Linked DNA regions of Mus musculus: region 2 is linked to region 1. The links are chromatin contacts, called in public promoter capture Hi-C maps. All regions are on one chromosome and are shown on one strand. Each heading gives the region's core, a stretch centred on a gene start, on an enhancer-like site or on the middle of the called end of the contact. The rest is flanking DNA. Distances are from core to core; before and after follow the strand shown. Region 1 holds the start of Arxes2 (adipocyte-related X-chromosome expressed sequence 2). Region 2 holds the start of Tceal8 (transcription elongation factor A (SII)-like 8).

The links. Capture Hi-C pulls out chosen DNA fragments and counts their contacts.
Region 2: a promoter capture Hi-C map of adipose tissue shows a contact between it and region 1. The contact joins the promoter of Tceal8 here to the promoter of Arxes2 in region 1. A contact is called at or near these places in 2 of 39 promoter capture datasets (cranial neural crest and frontonasal cranial neural crest) and 1 of 9 other capture datasets (adipose tissue).

The regions. Positions count from the first base shown.
Region 1 is chrX:135,992,349-135,995,069 of GRCm38.p6, reverse strand. It overlaps Arxes2 (adipocyte-related X-chromosome expressed sequence 2), which reads right to left and starts at 1,250. Exons shown (of 1, transcript NM_029823.2): 1 at 1-1,250. The coding sequence starts at 1,111. The coding sequence ends at 569.
Region 2 is chrX:136,170,902-136,173,613 of GRCm38.p6, reverse strand. It overlaps Tceal8 (transcription elongation factor A (SII)-like 8), which reads left to right and starts at 1,363. Exons shown (of 3, transcript NM_025703.3): 1 at 1,363-1,482; 2 at 1,909-1,978; 3 at 2,565-2,712. The coding sequence starts at 2,592.

The DNA.
Region 1 (2,721 bases), core at 1-2,500:
AAACAAATCACAATTTTTCTAGTAATCAAACACACCCTAGAAGATATAAGAAAACGGCATTCAATGTGGACCTACAAGGAATCTCAGGAATAAAATACAGTTATTGTGACAATACCAAAACATCTAATTTTAAAATTCTCCCCAAATTTTATATATCACATGGGATAATGTAGTGAATATGACAAAACTGTGTATTATTTTCAATCCTCATTATCCAACTGTCTAATAATAACCTACTCTGGTGAACTTCTTTGTTGTTTCATTGGTAGAATAAAGAAAGTTCCAGAACTCTATTAGCCTTTCCCTCCAACTATAAAATTTGATGTTAATTCTTATACAGAGGAAGAGTGATAACCAATGTCACACACACACACTAAGATCAATGAATATAGTCTCTATGTTAGGCTCAGGGAAGCATGAGGATGAGTGCAGCCAGTCCCAGAACAAAACCAGCATGTTTTAAAATAAACAAAACAAAAGAGAAGTCAGCAAGACTTGAGGGAAATGATGAGGAGATGCGATTTCTTGAGTCCACAGATGTCCCCGTTTCCAATGCAGAGAGAATTCTTCAAAAAGTCGTGGCTATTTCATAGGAATCTGGAAACGGGACAGACACGCGTCCAGATCCAGTCACAAGAGGCAGGATCCCAGCAATCGGTATCACTTGCCAGGAGAGAGTCAAAGTGACATTCCTGTTTCCCTTGAGCCCGTGTCCATCGTCAAAGAAAAAATACTTGCTTTTGACGTCTTTCAGGTTCAGCTTGGGGTTCTCGCCTCGCAGAAGGATCTTGTCCCAGAGGACCACCTGGTTCACAGCGTTGCTTTTGGTGGAATATTCTGCCGACAGATAAAGGAAGAGCTGCTTGACGTTCCAGTCGAAAGTCTTCTCCAGATCCGCAGAGATGTGGAAGGTGATGAAGCCCAGGTCGCTCTTCTTTCTGGGTCCGGTGAAGTCTTCCACTTTTTTGAGCAGGATCCTGGAGACGTGCAGGCGCACGGGCGCGCTCCTGTCTTTGAAGGCGGTGGTGAGGATGCAGCCCAAGGTGAGCGCCGCCATGACGCTCAGCGTGAAGGCGAACAGCGAGTTGGCCCGGGACAGCAGGGAGTTCATCTTGCAGGGTGTTCAATCGGCGGCTCCCTCCACGCGGGCTCCACCGGCGCTCGCTGGCTGGCTGGCTGGCTGGCTGGCTCTGCACGGGGCGTGCAGTTCGCTCCGCGGTCCCTCTGCCTTCCTCTGGCTCGCGCGGAATGCCGGGCTCGCGCACGCGTCCCTGGAGCGCGCACCGCCCACGATGCCTGCCCCCTCCCCCGCCCCAAGCCACTAGTTAACCCTACAACCACTGTCTGCTGAGAGTCTAAGGCACTTGGAGCATCTCATAGAAAGCCGCAGCCTGGCTGAATGAGCCCAGCGGTGCCTTGAACTGTCTCACCCTCACACCCAGACACAGTCACGGAAGGTCCCTGGCACCAACCACAGCCCCTGCCCCGGCACACAAAGCCCTGGCCAGGGAACCCTCTCCCTCTGCACACTGCTGCATCATGGCTTCCATACATCCTAGCCCCTCCCCTGGCCTTCTGCAACAGGCTGCTGATGCCTGGACTTCCTTCCCCCCACACTAGGCTAATCCTGCCTCTGCAGTCCATTCTCTACACACAGACCAGCCATTCCCTACAGGTCATGCCCCCCCCCCACTTGCTGGGGTCCTCCGCCCTCAGCATACAGTCTTAGTGGCAGAGGAGGCCCAGACTCTGCTGCATCTGCCCTGTCCACCCCTCACCCCCTACCATCCTGATGGTTGTCTGCCAGGCTGCAGCCAGTGGGCTTGCTGTCCTCTGCTCCTGGGTTCACTGGAGCACACACAGTCCAAGCGCACCAAGACCTGGCCTGTCTGTGCATGGCTTCTTAGCATTCAGGACTCAGTTCTTAAGGCCACTTCCAGCAAAGGCTTTCAGTGACAATTTCCTGTGTAATGATCCCTGACCCTTGATTCTTAGTCTACCTACCCTAATTATTCTCTTAATCATAAATGACTACCAAATTGCCTTTCCAATTGATTTGTCTTCTTAGTCCCAGTTTCCCAATCTTTAATGACAGGTTAGTGACCCTGTCTTTCCTGTCCTTTATGCTTGTCCCCAGTGCTTAAATCAGAGGCTTGTATACAAATCTGAATAAATAGCACTTAGTTAAGGAAGTAGTATTTGACACATCGGAATAGACAAAAGAAGCAGATACTTGCAAGCAAGTAGCCATAGCATCACTTGAGCACGCATTCAAAATATCCAAAAAGCTTGTAGAAACCCCACATTGCTTTTCAAACCTAGATGGATATTAATTGGAGAAACTACTGAAAATGTAGAGCCTTCTCTCCTCGTGTCCCTGCTTTTGATTTAGTAATGGGGTGGGGAGAGGTACAAATATCTCCCAGTTTAATCCATTTCCCTTGATAATTTCGAAGAAAGCTTCTTACTTGGAAAATTCCAGGCCTAAACAGCTAACGTTTGAGTACCACTAATTTAATGTCACCCATGCTGAGTTTTCAGATAACTGGGTGGTCTTTATTGTGGTAATTACTCAAAGTAGCCCAGTCCCTCAATCCACTTGAGATCACAGGGTACTAAGAAGCTGAGTGCACAATTACCGAGCAGTAGTTCTTGGAAATATTATCTTTTCCCACTGAATTACATTCGGATCTTTAAAAAAAAACTAGTCATTAATATTGA
Region 2 (2,712 bases), core at 114-2,613, 180 kb before region 1:
TTCATTTCTGAATGTTATACTGTGCCTACATGTAAATTCGTTTATATACATATATATTATCGACTAGGTTTTGCTTATGGGGAAGACTATGTGATTTATTTTCCTTCTGATACTGTGTGATCTCAGTGAATATTAAACATTCTAAGTGCGTTTATTTTCCTGAAAATTTTGTAACAACATTTTTTCATTCTTTTTTTTTTTTAAGCTGAACATTATTCCTTGCTATGGTGAAGAAAGCAGCAGTGAACATGTGGTGTACATAGCTCTATGGTAGGGTATGGAGTTCTCTGAGATGGCTCTTGTTTTAATGGAGCACTTTGAATCCTACCAGGGTATCTAGAGTTCCACGAATGAATGAATGAATGAATGAATGGAAAACCCTACATGCTTAATAAGCCCCACAGTCAATAGTGACATACAAAGAGTTACCTCCTTTCTGCTTCATTGTGAGCGCTCTTTCCTTACAAACATTCTGTTCTTAATAACAAAAGTTTACCAACAAACATATTTCGTTGAGTCCCACGAAAGTTCACTGAGTGAAAAGCAGGCTTTTCTGTTTAACAAAGACACTGGCTCCCACAAAGGACAAGGAAAAGAAGTCTGTCTGAAGCCTTTATTTGCAAGTGGGAGCTGCCAGCAGTCATCAATTAAAAGTTCAGACGTCTAATAATAGCCTAAGCTCAGGCAAAGAGAGTCGTGGATTGCGGAGACAAAACTAACGAAACAAATCGGCTGTTTTCAGAGTCGGTTTGCAAACGATGCCATTTTAGTAAGATTTTTAAAAAACCCCAACACATCAATATGTTGTAAATACTGTGCTTTCACTTGCAGTCATTAGAATACTTTTTGAAACCTTAAAATTGATTTAATGAAGTTATTTTCTCCTCATCTAGTGTGAAATAGTGAATATGAAGTATCTCTTTTTAAATATCATTTTAAACCCTGATTCTTACAACAGAACACCACAGAAAACGACTCAAGAAGCTAAACATCCCTTCCTTAGGCTTTTATTCTTCCGCTACCCCCACAAGCGCACATCTACAACCTTCCCCCATTTTAAAGACAGAGAAGCTTCCCAGAGAAATGGTGGACTGTAGGATTTGGTGGGGGGAGGGGAAGGGAAGTATAGGGAGCAAGGGAGAGAAAGAGCTGACTTCCCAAATTAGGAGAATTGGTCGACGTACCCTAAAAGACTGCTCTTTTCCTGGTAATCTGAGTAAGGTGAATAGATACTACTTGGTGACGAGACGAGTTTTATTGTCTCCTATTGGCAAATAGGAAAAAAGATTGACAGTATCTAGTGAAGGGAATGTAGGGGGCGGGCTGCATGTTAATGGGAGGGGTAACCAAAGGCTGGAGCTCATTGATGACGCGATCCTCACGTGACCAGCAGTCGACGTGTGCAGAAGTCCTTATAGTCTAGGCCCAGTTCCCCAGTAGCAGCTCTGTCCTGCTAGAGAAGAGTGGCCCAGCTACTTCCAGGTACTTTAATAGTGGGCGCTGGCTTAAGAGATCATAGGGTGGAGGGAGCAGAGAACAGAAAGCACGCTCATCCCGCACTCTTTCTCTTATCCTAGGGTTCTGCTAAACTATTTTGTGCGAGAGGTTTGGGGCTGCTTGATGAGGGATGGGGCAGATTGGGAGGGAGGTAGCTAACCGAGTCCGGCAGAGAAAGAAAAGAGACGGGGAAAGGAGAACTGCGAGAGACGGAGAGAAGAAACAATAACACTGTGGGGAAAACTTGTCTGATTCTTTGCCCTCTTGCTGGGAAACAGGGTACAGATGAAGGCGGGGTTGCCACAAAGGGAGGGAGAAGAGGGGGATGTGGAAAAACTTTGTGCTATCCGTTAGCAAGACCTTTTGATTTAGGCACTAGTGTGCTCACCAAGAACTCCTGTCTTTCTTCAGCACTCTTGATCTTTTGAGCGCGACATAAATCGAGGTGCAAGAAGAGAGGAAAATCTCCAGGTACCTACAGGTCAGTGCAAGGGTGCAATTGCTTCAGGTCCCTTTGGGTGGGGGTAGGAGTGTGGAAGACACCAAAGCACATCCCAGGGGCGTCACGGCTGCCTCCCATCCGGATTAAGCACAGAAGGCCCCTGCAAATCCTGCTGCGGAAATGGGGTGAAGGAAGGAAAGGGAGAGGCTAAAGACATTTAAAAGAGAGAGGAGACCGCTGACCTGACTGTTGCTGGTGAGAAGCTGAGGATGGGATGACTTGGAAAAGCCCGAAAGGGCGGGAGTGTTAGAGCCATGTGGTGAGGGAAGGGTTAATTGCTTCCACGCCGCTCCCATTTCAGTGCTAGGAGAGGTTTGTTGCAGGGCCTGCTGGGAAAATGGTGGGCTGGAGCCGGGACAGGAGAAGATGGAGTTGGAGAGCAAGGGGGGGGTGGGGGGGGTGGAGGAAGGGGTGGAGTCAGGAGCTCAGAACCTGACTTGTCTAGTTAGAAAACTTTTTGGCAATTAAGTGACCTGAAACAAAAGTCAGTCGCTATGGGAACACAAAAGCTTGTCCATCTGCCTGACACCTAGTCGGTTTTGTTTCCTTGTTTTTATCCCCCTAGGATTAATTCATTAAGAAAATAATCAACATGCAAAAGTCTTGTGACGAGAACGAAGGAACACCCCAGAACACACCAAAAGCAGACGAAGGCCATCCTTCAGAAGATCCACCACAGCAGGCAGGAGAAACTCTTCAGGCTTCTGGAGAAA